Regions from separate parts of the Mus musculus genome. Here regions 1 and 3 are each linked to region 2. A link is a contact called in public HiCAR-type and promoter capture Hi-C data. All regions are on one chromosome and are shown on one strand. Each heading gives the region's core, a stretch centred on a gene start, on an enhancer-like site or on the middle of the called end of the contact. The rest is flanking DNA. Distances are from core to core; before and after follow the strand shown.

Region 1 (3,867 bases), core at 314-2,813, 2.0 Mb after region 2:
TTCGCCCATGTAACACAGGCTAGTCTCATTGGAGAAGAGGGGATCTCAATTGGGAGAATGCCCTAAAGAGACTGGCCAAGACACGGCCTGTTTTAGGTGGGGGCATCCCTGAGCAGGCAGGCCTTCCTGGGGATGAAGGAGAGCAAACTGAGCAAGCCAGTAGGGGCAAGTCAATATTTCCTCCGGGTCTCCCGTTTCAGTTTCTGCCTCCAGATTCCTGCCCTGACTTTCCTTCAAGACGGACTGTAGCTGTAAGATGAAATAAGCCCTTCCCTTCCCAAGTTGCTTTCCGTCATAGGAGTTATTACCCCAAGGAAAAGCACATTTGGACATAACACTTGTTCCTTTCCCTCCGTTCTGACCTATTGGTGCAACTCAAGGAAACGAGTCTTCCAGGAAAATTACTTCCTCCCATGCAGGGCCCAGCTGGCTTCAGTGGGAGCCACAGCCTTGTGACTTCAAGAGATCAAGATAGGGTGGAGACAGAGGAGGAACGGGCCTCAGTCACGTGCTTCCTGAAGAATCCCAGTGTCAGCATGGAACTTCTGTCCCTAACTCTTCTTCCTCAAGTACGAGGACCGCAATAAACTAACCTTTTGTTTATATGCCTAATGAATTAAGTCGATTAGCAGGAATATCTTACAGGGACAACATAAACCAAACCATCAGCTGTTACAGTCCAGGGATTCATAAAAAGTGGAGTGGCAGGACTGGAAAGCAGCTCTGAGTTAGGGAGTTTTTCTAGCATGCCCAAGGCCCTCCTAGGCTGGACATTCAAGACCGAAGAGGCTCCGGGGCCCCCGGGCACACACAGCCCACTACACCGGCTTTAGGTTAAGGACGAGCAATGTGCACATTACCAGAGACCTCTCCTCATCTTCACTTACAGGGACTTGAGTATTAAAGTGCCTATAGCTCATCTTTCCCTTGGCCCCATGATTAAATCCAGAAAAGAAACATCGTGTGATGTTCTTGCAAGACCTCACAAGGCTAGAGGAGACAGAGGCGACAATGACACAAAGCAATGGTGAGTCACAAAACCGAGGCTCATCCCGCTGGTGTTCCAAGCCTCTCACTATTGACTGAGTGCTCCATGCTGCTGCCACATTCCAAACTCGCCTGGGGTCAGTGGTTCGGGCCCCACCCCAGGGTCAGTCCCCTGCAGTCCAAGGCTCCTCTTGCAAGCCCTGAAAGATACCGAAGCGCACAGGAACCCAGCGCAGCCAGTAAAGCCCACTTACGTTGCTTAGCAACGGACTCCACTCGTCTGCAGCCACCGCCTCCTCTGGCTGCTGGGCAGAGACGTACCAGCCTGGCTCCGCTTGGATGCTGTGCCGGGACGCCTGCATGGTGCTCCGCGACCGACTGCTAAGTAAATCACGGAGCCGCTTCCCCTAACCCCAAGCGCCCCGGCTGAGCGGCTTCAGAGGCGGAGCTACGGGCTTGGCCCTTCCGGGCTCTCGTAGCAAATCGCGGGCCCGGAAGAGAGGTGCGAGTCCACAGGGTCGGACTCTACGCTGCCTTCGCGGCCAGCAGTGATGACGTCACCAGCCTCCGACGCCCTATTTCCGAGCTGCACCAGAGCATGAGGTGAGGGGTTCGGGTCTGAAGCCGGCCTCGGGTGACGCTGGCCCTGGAAAGGTGCAGCTGGTGAGGGGGCAGTAGTGTCCCGGGTGATGTAGAAAACCTGACGGTACCGCGGCGGGACTCGTGCTCTTCTTTCTTGCCCAATGAGCGCAAAAAGGCCACCAGGTCATTCATCTCCTTGTCCACCGGCCGCTAAGCCGAGGCCGGAGCCCTTGGGTAGGGGGCTGGTCAAATGCATGGTGAGGGCTGATGCACCCAGTGGTAGGATTGGATAGCATGAGAAGTGCCGGGATTAGGTTCCCATTACCACAAAAATCTTTTCATAGTTTAAACCACATATTACAGATGGAAAACGGACGCCTACATTTACTTCAAACAACACAGTAAAGCCTTGTCAAAATACTGAAGCTTTTAGTTATAGGCATGGCATATGGCAGTACACTATGATAGACATCCTAACAGTATACTAAGGTCATATGGGAAGGGACAAATCTCATGTATCCAGACCAACCTGGAGGATGACTTTAATTTCTGATCTGCTTTCTGAGTGCCTGCACCACTGTGCCCAGGCTATGTAGTGCTGAAAGCCCATGAATTTGCTTGTGCTTGCTAGGTACACTTCTAGCTAAACTGTATCCCCAGCTTTCAGGTCATTTTTAACCAAGCTTTTGTTTTTTTTTTTGTTTGTTTGTTTGTTTGTTTGTTTTTGAGGTCTGGTCTCAAATGCATCCCAGGCTGGCCTTGAACTTTTAATCCTCCTATTTCCTCATGCTGAGATTACAGGTAGGCACCACCATGCCTGATATTATGTGCTGTTAGGGATGACCCCAGGACCTCATGCGTGCTAGGCAAGCTTTCTACCAGTGAGCTACATTTTAAGACCTTAATGAACGTTTAAGCCTTGCCAAGCCACTTAGCAGCCACATAACTTTGGGTGATTAACTTACCCCTTAGCTTACAAACTTCATAACACAGCTTCTGATACAACAGCCCGTTGAATAAATAAAATAAGATCTCCTAAGAATATCCCAGTAAGTATTACCATTGGTGGCATCACATATAGTGATCATTTCATTTAGAGATGACCCTTAACTCAAATTTCATACTTCCTATTCTATGTGTATTCTGTCGAAATTTGTGAGCAGAGTTCTTTGGGTATAGGGAGATTGCTAGACCACTAATTTTTCTGTTATAGGGGCAAATAGACTGAAAATGCAAATGTATTATTTACCAGGGACAGTGATCATTCTAACCTGCAAGAGAGACTGCCCTCCCTTGCCATCCAAACCTTTTGTCAGCACTTGGCAGGTGACTTGAAAGATAATTTATATTTTCATCCTCAAAAGCCATTGTGAATGTGTTCACATGTAGCTTGATGGTGTTTGGTGTTTTGTTTTGTTATTTTCCCCAGAATCGTATGGAAGCTATTTGGATTCTCAAGAAGACTTTTGCAAGTGGAATGGTGTCACCCCAGTGAATCAATATTGTTGTTTACCCTGGTGCCGAGACTTAGGAAAGCGCCTTCTGTTTTCTTGTTGGGTCAAAGACAAGGACTCTCAACCATGCCAGAAATAGAAGCAAGTGTGAGAGATAGTGAATTATTTTCACCACCCTCTGACGTTCGAGGAATGAGAGAACTTGATAGAACAGCTTTTAAGAAGACAGTGTCCATCCCTGTGCTTAAAGCGAGGAAAGAAGTAGTCAACAGATTGATGCGAGCCCTCAGGAGAGTAGCCCTGCAGCGCCCGGGCATAAAGCGAGTGATTGAGGATCCCAAGGATGAAGACAGTAGGCTGATCATGTTGGACCCCTACAGGATGCTTACTGCTGATTCCTTTGACAAAGCAGAACTCGGAGTTTTAAAAGAACTTGATGTCAGCCCACAGTTATCCCAGTACAACTTGGAACTAACATATGAAAATTTTAAGTCAGAAGAAATTTTGAAAGCTGTGCTTCCTGAAGGTCAAGATGTAACCTCTGGATTCAGCAGGGTTGGGCATATTGCACACCTGAATCTCCGAGATCACCAGCTGCCCTTCAAGCATTTAATTGGTAGGTGGATTACAGTCAGATTCATACTCTAGAAAAAAAGTGACATTCTAGTTTTAGTGCTTAATTTTTTTATTTCAAAATGCTAACTTAAAGAAACAGGGTAAAAAAAAAAAAAGCAGGGTAGTTTAGTTTTTATTTGAAACCAAATCAGAAGCACCTTCCCCCTTTTTGAAAAACATTTTGGAATATCTTCTTTGTAGTCATAGTGTTGGCAGAGACTTTTGGGCC
Region 2 (4,020 bases), core at 661-3,160:
TCACTATGTTTTCAGAAAAGCTCAGGAATTTGGTCTTCAAATTTCTAGGTAATTTCTACAGAGTGAAAGACCTAATAGGAAATGGACGCCCTTGCCAGCTGCGAATCCCTCCCCTGTCAGCTGTGTACCACTGCTGCAAATAGGTCCACTTAAAAGGAAGGGAAGATGGGGGTGGGGGGAGCCCTCCAGAGAGGATGACAAGCGTCTGCTTCCTATGGAGGGAGGATTTCAAATGGCCACACAGCAGAGCTCCAGGCTGACTTCCTGTGAGGGCTTCCTTTAGGCTGATCCTGATCCCAAGCCAAGGTGAAGAGAGAGACATTTCCCTTCCACCAGACCCCAGAGCTCTGATAACTCAAGGGCAATCGATCGAAGTGTTCAAAAGCACTATAAAACTGAGGCCACAGTAAGTCCAAGGCAACGGGTCAGTTCACATAGGGGAAGCTTAGGGGTGGCAGCTATGTCAAGAAACAAGGCATGATGCTGACTGACATCACCACAAACCTTCAAACCCTCAAACACTAAAACTCCCCTGAAAGGATTAAGTTGTGACTACAGCATCGGGGTGATCACGGTTTAAAATACTAGATACTCAAATTTGTCTTTTCAGGACATAGTTGAAAACGATTTAATTGCATTTGAATTTTTTACTTTAAAAAACATAGCCATCTTTTACTTAATTTTCCACTTAGTATTTAAAAGCGTGGGACACTTTTCTCCTTATCTACCATCCCAGAAGAGTGAAAGTACAAAATTTAAGCCCCAAGTAATCCAGGAAAAAAAAAAAAGAAGGTTTTATTAGCTGGTTCTATTAGCCGTTTGATCATGACTAGCATGGAGTAGAAAAAGTTTAGAGAGTAGAACACTTTCCATGTGTCTAGCGGTGATTTTTTTAAAATGGAATATTTTGCAATACACTACACTTCAAAAAAAAATAATTACCGTGAAAAGTTGAAGAAAGTTTAGGCAAAAATGTTGAGAAACATTTCTGGAGGATATTTCCCCAGGATTGCACATTTGTTTCAATAGGAGAAGCATGTGAATGGATGTACAGGGTCTCCGCAGGATCCTAGCACCATTCTTGATGGAGTTACCTGGTACCTGCCAGATCCACATCAGTCTGTGACTTTCTGGCGAAAGCCAGGTCCCTCTGAACGCTAGGTAGCTGTGCCCAGAACCCCACCGCTCATCTAGACGGAGTTGGTCCCCACGCTTTCCTACCTGCGTAGTGGTCAAACACAGTGGGCACGTATTCCTCTGGGAAGGCGTCGTTGGCGTAGCTCATCAGCAAGCAGGTCTTCCCCACCGCGCCGTCCCCGACCACCACGCACTTCAGGATCCTGTTCTCCTCATGTCCATTGCAGCCGCAGCTGCTGTCGGTCCTCTCTCTGCAGCTCATGTTGGCGGCTCCCGCAGCAGCTGCTGGGGCTTCTGCAGTGCATGGAGCGGTGGCACCGGCCCCAGGCTGGAGCTCAGGCGGCCTGACTCTGGCTGGCCGGGCTCTCCCAGGCACAGCCCAGACACACTCGAGCCCCGCAGCTCACCATGCTGGAGAAGGAAGGCACTCTTGGGAGGAGGGATGAAAAGGGTCTGTCCCTTTCTCCCAATCCCAACGGAGAAGTGGAGTTGGGGGTAGAGCTGGAGTTAAGAAACTCTCATGTCCATAGACTTCCCGGGACTTCCTGGCAGTCTAGAAATATCAGCAGCCCGTGAGAATCTCACTCTACCCTCCCCATCCCCAGCCTGGCTAATGACACGGTGGGATTTGGATAACTCCTGCCCGGTTTTCCACCACACAACTAATATGGAGGAGAGAAGGGCTTTTAAACGGAGTTTCCCCCCCCTCGCTTCCTCCAGCTTGCCGAGTGTCAGGAAATCGTGGGTTTCCTGCTGCATTCCATATTAGGATCAGTGGGCCGGGGAAGGCGGCAACAATGGGGCTCTGTGCGTGTGTTTGGACTTCTGGGGAACCAGGCCAGGACACGGAGAGGGGAAAACACTAGGGGTCCTGCAGCCAGCTTAAGCTGTCAAACTTCCTGCTTTATCCCCTGCTAGCTAGCCAGGCTGCTGGCTTGTGGCTGGGAAGAAGCCAAAGAAGAAAGGATGGAACCCGGGGAGCAGTGTCTGCCGCGGAAACTAGGGAGAGGACTGAGTTTGAGAGCTTGAGGGAGCTGAGAGGACCTCATAGGGATTGCAGGCTAACATATGACGTCATCCTCCCTCCCTGACTCACCAGTTCAAATCGACAGTTTTTTTTTCCCTTAAACGAGAATCTCAAGCAATTCTTTTCCGCAACAAGGAAGGAAATCTTCCAGAGTCACACGATTTTGAAGAGGGGGGAACGTTGTGCAGGTTGTAGGTATATTATGAGTGACCAAGTTTACAAGTCTGTGTTTGAGCACAATGCTCAAATATACATTTCAGACTCCCCAAAACAACCCCAATGATTTTTTTTTAAACAGAGGAAATCAATCAGATATTGGGCTCAATCAGATATGCTGAGCTCAGGACTCACACTTTTGGAAGTGAGAGAGAGAGGCACATAGTGTGGCCTTTTGGCTTGGTTAGAGTCTCTAATGCTGTGTATGCATAGAGGCTTCTCCTTTTCTTCGAATCATCTCCCCCTGGGTAGGCCCAGCTCTCCTCAATGACACAGGCGCATAGCAGCCAGTTTGGTGCCTGAGAACGAAGCCCCATTTGATAATGGACAACGTGAACCTACAAATGATTTTGACGAATGGGTTAAAGTAAAAAAAACCCTTTGCTTTCCTATGAGATTTTGAAGATTGCAGATTATCTAAGGGCTTTGAGCGGTTTCACTGTGGCCGGGACGGGGAAAAGTCAGCTTTAGTGACTGTCAGTAACTTAGGTACCTACAACTCATGTGCATGCTGTCAAGGTACAGAGTCCACACCTCTTCTGTTTTGAATAGAGTAAAACTTGCCATGATGCTTGGTGCCCCAACATTTCTTTCCTATGAAAGAAAAACATTTCAATTAGGTATAGAGTGTATCAGGGATGTTATGTTACCATAACAATAATCCCCAAAGTTCAGAATTCGAAATAACTTTCTCTTTCTTCCTTCCTTCCTTCCTTCCTTCCTTCCTTCCTTCCTTCCTTCCTTCCTTCCTTTCGTTCTTTCTTTCTTTCTTTCTCTCTCTCTCTCTCTCTCTCTTTCTTTCTTCTTCTTCCTCCTCCTTTTCCTCTTCCCTCTTCTTTTCCTCCTTCCTTCCTTTCCTCCTCCTTTTTCTCCTCCCCTTCTCCTCCCCTCCTTCTCCTCTGCACCCTCCGTTTCCTTCTCCTCCACCTCCTTTTCCTCTTCCTCTTCCCTTTTCTCCTCCCTCCTTTTTCTCCTCCCCCTCCCCCTCCCCCCCTCCTGTGTATCTTGTATACAGCATTGTTCTTTTTATTCAGGGTTGGGGCTGATTGAACTGTCATGCACACCATGGCAGGTGAGGAAATGGACATGGAGAAACTCTGGCTCTGTTTTCTTTAGGAAGTGACCCTCTGCTAACATTCCCTGGCCAGAACAAGTTGCACGCTTATAGGGGCTCAACTGAAGGGTCAGAAGCATCATCCTACCCTGAGCTGGGAGGGAAGTACCACACACTGATGAACAGCTTGAATGACAGACAGAGATCACTTATTTGACTCTACTTGGAGTGTAAATGGATCATATGAAGCCCCGTTGTGAAGCACGTGAAGGCCCCCACAGTTGCCTGTAGTTGGTGTAATTTTATTTCCAGTTAGTCTTTCTGGGGACCGCAGGGTATGCAGGGAATTGTAATTTAGAAACTTCTGTTATACTTTTGATAGAAGGCTTTGAGGATGAAGGAGGTAGTCACACAAACCTGTGCAGGTTAAAAGGTGATTGATTGGCAGTGCAAACATCCCTTCTCCCCCAAACTTAAAAGACCCCCAAACCTGCTGCTTGGAAGTGAACAGGATCTTCCGAGCACAATGTGATGATACAGTGGTTGGCAGAGCTGTGAGCAGGGTCTTCCTTGGCCTTTAGGCTGA
Region 3 (3,610 bases), core at 888-3,387, 2.3 Mb after region 2:
TTTGAGAGCCCGTATAAGTCCCCATTCTGGTCCTCACACAGCTGCCATGTCAATAAGGACTGTTCCAAGCAGAGACATTCCTCTTGGCAGGACACTACAGTTCCCCAAGACTTCAACTGAAACGTCATGAGCACTAAAATAAGACAGCGAGGGAAAATTACCAGGCACACAGCCTTGGGCTCAGCAGTGCCAGGCTTCCAGTTTAGAAAGTAAGTCATCAGGCATACCATGTGGCAGGAGCTCTTTTGAAATGATAAATACCATTAAATGCATTTTATATATTTAAAAAAAAAACCCAAGCCTAAATGTAATGACATATCAGCATCTGCTTCCAAGGTTTAATTGCTCAGGGTAGACGGAGTTTCAAGGAAGCAGAAAGCCTTGTGTGGGAGCTCATCAGAGAAGAGGTTTTCTGGCTACTTACAATCTCTCCAGGGAAACAGCCCTGAGGTGGGAACCCTTTATGATGTTGAAAGGCATGTAGCAGGGTGCACTGAACTGGGTGCATTTTTTAAAAAAACATCTAAATAATACAAAGGGAATCCCTTCTCTCACTTGGATCTCAAAATGCAAAGAGTTCTTTGGCTGATGGAATCAAACCACGGCAAGGAGACAAGCTAGTTTGAAGAGCCCAGTGTTTGCTCCCTGCCACTCCCTAAGAGGGCACACCGGAATCAAAAGCATTTTTGAAGTGTACTTAAAATTCTGTTTTCAACTTATCTAATCAGAGATAAGTATAGTCATAAAGTCACTCTCCCTCCACCTTCCCTTATCTCCACCCATTGTTCTTATCTCTTGCTTGACTTAGCCACTGACAATAGATTATCTTTGTTTAGAGAGGCTAATTGTTTTTGAAATCTTTTTAATAATTGCTTTGGAACAAGGTGTGCAAATGAGGCTTAAGTTAATTACAGCTTCATTTGTCTGTGCAGTTTTACTAAGCATTCTCCCCACAGAAACAAAATAGCAGATGATGGAACTTAAATTGCAGGACACATCTCATTGGCTGGCAGTAAAATAGGCCAGCATTGCAAACACACACACACACACACACACACACACACACACACACACTTTATTTAATCTTCTTGGAGCCACTGTGGTTCTAGCTTAGAGGGCAGTGTCCCTCTCAGAGCAGGGCAAGGATTATGTTACAACCAGACAGTTATTGGAGCTGGGCGCAGTTTTATTTAATTTACACCCCATTCAGCGCCTTTTGCATGAGGTTCCCCAATTTTTTTTTTTTTTTTTGCTAATGGCAAGTAAAGCTTTTCAGCATCCATCGGTAGCAGGGGTTGCTTTGAAAAAACGCAACCGTACAACTGGGGAAACTGAGTCCAGAAGTCTATGGACAGCAAGATTCTAAATTGCAGATGAAGCCCTGGTGTCTCTATGCTACAGTGCCAGGGTCAACCCTTCTGATCCCTCTTCTAGAGGCACTTTGAGAATGAGGGGAATGTTGCCCAGATCAGAGTCCTTGAGACCTTTAGGAGGTGTTAGGAGTTAGGAAGAGAAAGGGTGTAGGAGTTGGGGGGTGGGGGTGGGGGTGGGGGTGGGGGGCTAGGTTTGTCTTCACCTCCAGGAACCAAACCTGGAAGAAGCCACTTTCAGAGTGCTTGCAGCACAGAACCCTAGTCTCCTTTTGTATTATTTATCTCATTCCATAAGCTATTCATCAATCCATTATTTATTCATCTTAACATTAAGGTAATTAAATATGAGCTCACCGGGAAAAGCCAAGACTGCAAGAGACAGGGCTAAGAATATGGAGAAGAGGGTCATTAGAACGTCTGCAGCCATTGATTTGTGCTGCGTGAGGCTCCCCTTAGGTGACACCAAAGAGGGCGCCGCTTCGCAAGGTCCTGACTTGGTCACCACCCTTTTCAGCACCCCAGTTCCCTCCTCCCGACCCCACCTCACTTCCCACCTCTCCGGGTCCTTCTCCTCCCACCACTTCTTATCCTAGGCAGCACTCGGTAGCTTCGCCCTCCCCACGCGGGGCGGCAGGGTGGCGCGGCTTTGCTGCCGGGCCGGGCGGCGCGCAGGCTGGCCAGCTTCGGATAGGCGCCGCTCGCAGCCAATCAGCGTGTCGGGGACGCTGCGCGCTTTAAGGCCGCTGCGGGGAGAACAGAAACCAAGTTCCCCGGCAACCAGCAGCATCCACCCGGCGGCAGGCGGGAGCCAGCGAGGCCCAGAAGGCTGTAGAGAACGCCAGCCACTCGGAGTCTAGCTCACCCCTACTTCTCTTCGTCTTCCTTGGCCTCCCACCCGCCGAGGTTCGACTGGTCTCTTCGCCCGCGCCAAGGCTAGGGAGGGGGTTAGGAGCAGCCGCGCCCCCCTCCCCGCGGCAGCCGCCCCCTGCTCTCCCAGCTCTGCTCACTGCCGCGTGCGCCCGGGCCCGTGCGCCCCGGCAGCGCCAGCCATGTCGATGCTGCCGTCGTTTGGTTTTACGCAAGAGCAAGTGGCGTGCGTGTGCGAAGTTCTGCAGCAAGGAGGGAACCTGGAACGCCTGGGCAGGTTCTTGTGGTCGTTGCCCGCCTGCGATCACCTGCACAAGAACGAGAGCGTGCTCAAGGCCAAGGCGGTGGTCGCCTTCCACCGCGGCAACTTCCGCGAGCTCTACAAGATACTGGAGAGCCACCAGTTCTCGCCTCACAATCACCCCAAACTGCAGCAGCTGTGGCTGAAAGCGCACTACGTGGAGGCCGAGAAACTTCGCGGCCGACCCCTGGGTGCCGTGGGCAAATATCGGGTGCGCCGAAAATTCCCGTTGCCGCGGACCATCTGGGACGGCGAGGAGACCAGCTACTGCTTTAAGGAGAAGTCTCGGGGCGTGCTGCGGGAGTGGTACGCGCACAACCCCTACCCCTCACCGAGGGAGAAACGGGAGCTGGCCGAGGCCACCGGCCTCACCACCACCCAGGTCAGCAACTGGTTTAAGAACCGGAGGCAAAGAGACCGGGCCGCCGAGGCCAAGGAAAGGTACGCGGCGTGCTTGCCCAGGCTCGGGTGACCCCGGGAAGTTTCACCCTTCGCTCCCTTCTGCCCCCCGCAGGCGTCGCCACCAGCTTCCTACCCGCCGCCACCCGGCAGAGGTCCGTGGGGCGGCACCCCGGCCTCGGCGACGCTGCTGTGAAGGTTCATGAACTCTTGAGGTTGCCTGTTAGGGACTGGGTCGCGTTTGCGTGGAGCACTCGCGCGTGGGTTTCTTTGGTGAGGGAAAGTGTGGGGAACGGTCGGCGTTGGGTTTGTTTCATGCCCTCCGGGCTGGCTCCGGCGAAGAGAAGGGATGGCCAGGGAGTTTGTAGATCAGAGGAAACGGGGGTATTGCTTGGTATCGCGAGGGAAGCTGTTCGGTACGGCGGAAGGTCTCGAACCTCCGCTCTTTCGCTCCGTCTTGAAGCTGGTCTGAGTCGAACGCTCGGCCCCCAGTACCTCCCGGCTCTCTGCTCATTCTCTCCGGCTAGTCTATGGAGGAGAGTTCTGCTTCATTTCGCGCTAGTTGGACAAAGGGAGGAGTCTTGTAAAAAGAAATACCCTGGAAAGGGGACACTGGGGGTGTCGCTGCTGGGTGTCCTATCAGAGGCCCCAAGCCGGGAGAAGACTGCCG

Evidence for each region. HiCAR-type assays count read pairs that join an accessible place to other places. Capture Hi-C pulls out chosen DNA fragments and counts their contacts.
Region 1: a contact with region 2 is called in a HiCAR-type map of astrocytes, with 6 times the contacts expected there. The contact joins the promoter of Trmt5 here to the promoter of Rhoj in region 2.
Region 3: a promoter capture Hi-C map of pancreatic islet shows a contact between it and region 2. The contact joins the promoter of Six1 here to the promoter of Rhoj in region 2. A contact is called at or near these places in 1 of 39 promoter capture datasets (hippocampal neurons) and 2 of 9 other capture datasets (embryonic tail and pancreatic islet).

The regions. Positions count from the first base shown.
Region 1 is chr12:73,284,407-73,288,273 of GRCm38.p6, reverse strand. Trmt5 (TRM5 tRNA methyltransferase 5) reads left to right here and starts at 1,563. Exons shown (of 5, transcript NM_029580.3): 1 at 1,563-1,590; 2 at 2,999-3,639. The coding sequence starts at 1,586. Slc38a6 (solute carrier family 38, member 6) reads right to left here and starts at 1,426. Exons shown (of 16, transcript NM_001037717.3): 1 at 1,242-1,426. The coding sequence starts at 1,349.
Region 2 is chr12:75,306,203-75,310,222 of GRCm38.p6, reverse strand. Rhoj (ras homolog family member J) reads right to left here and starts at 1,910. Exons shown (of 5, transcript NM_023275.2): 1 at 1,222-1,910. The coding sequence starts at 1,399.
Region 3 is chr12:73,045,239-73,048,848 of GRCm38.p6, reverse strand. Six1 (sine oculis-related homeobox 1) reads left to right here and starts at 2,137. Exons shown (of 2, transcript NM_009189.3): 1 at 2,137-2,982. The coding sequence starts at 2,423. It overlaps Gm51264 (predicted gene, 51264), which reads right to left and starts at 2,964; the gene lies at 2,901-2,964.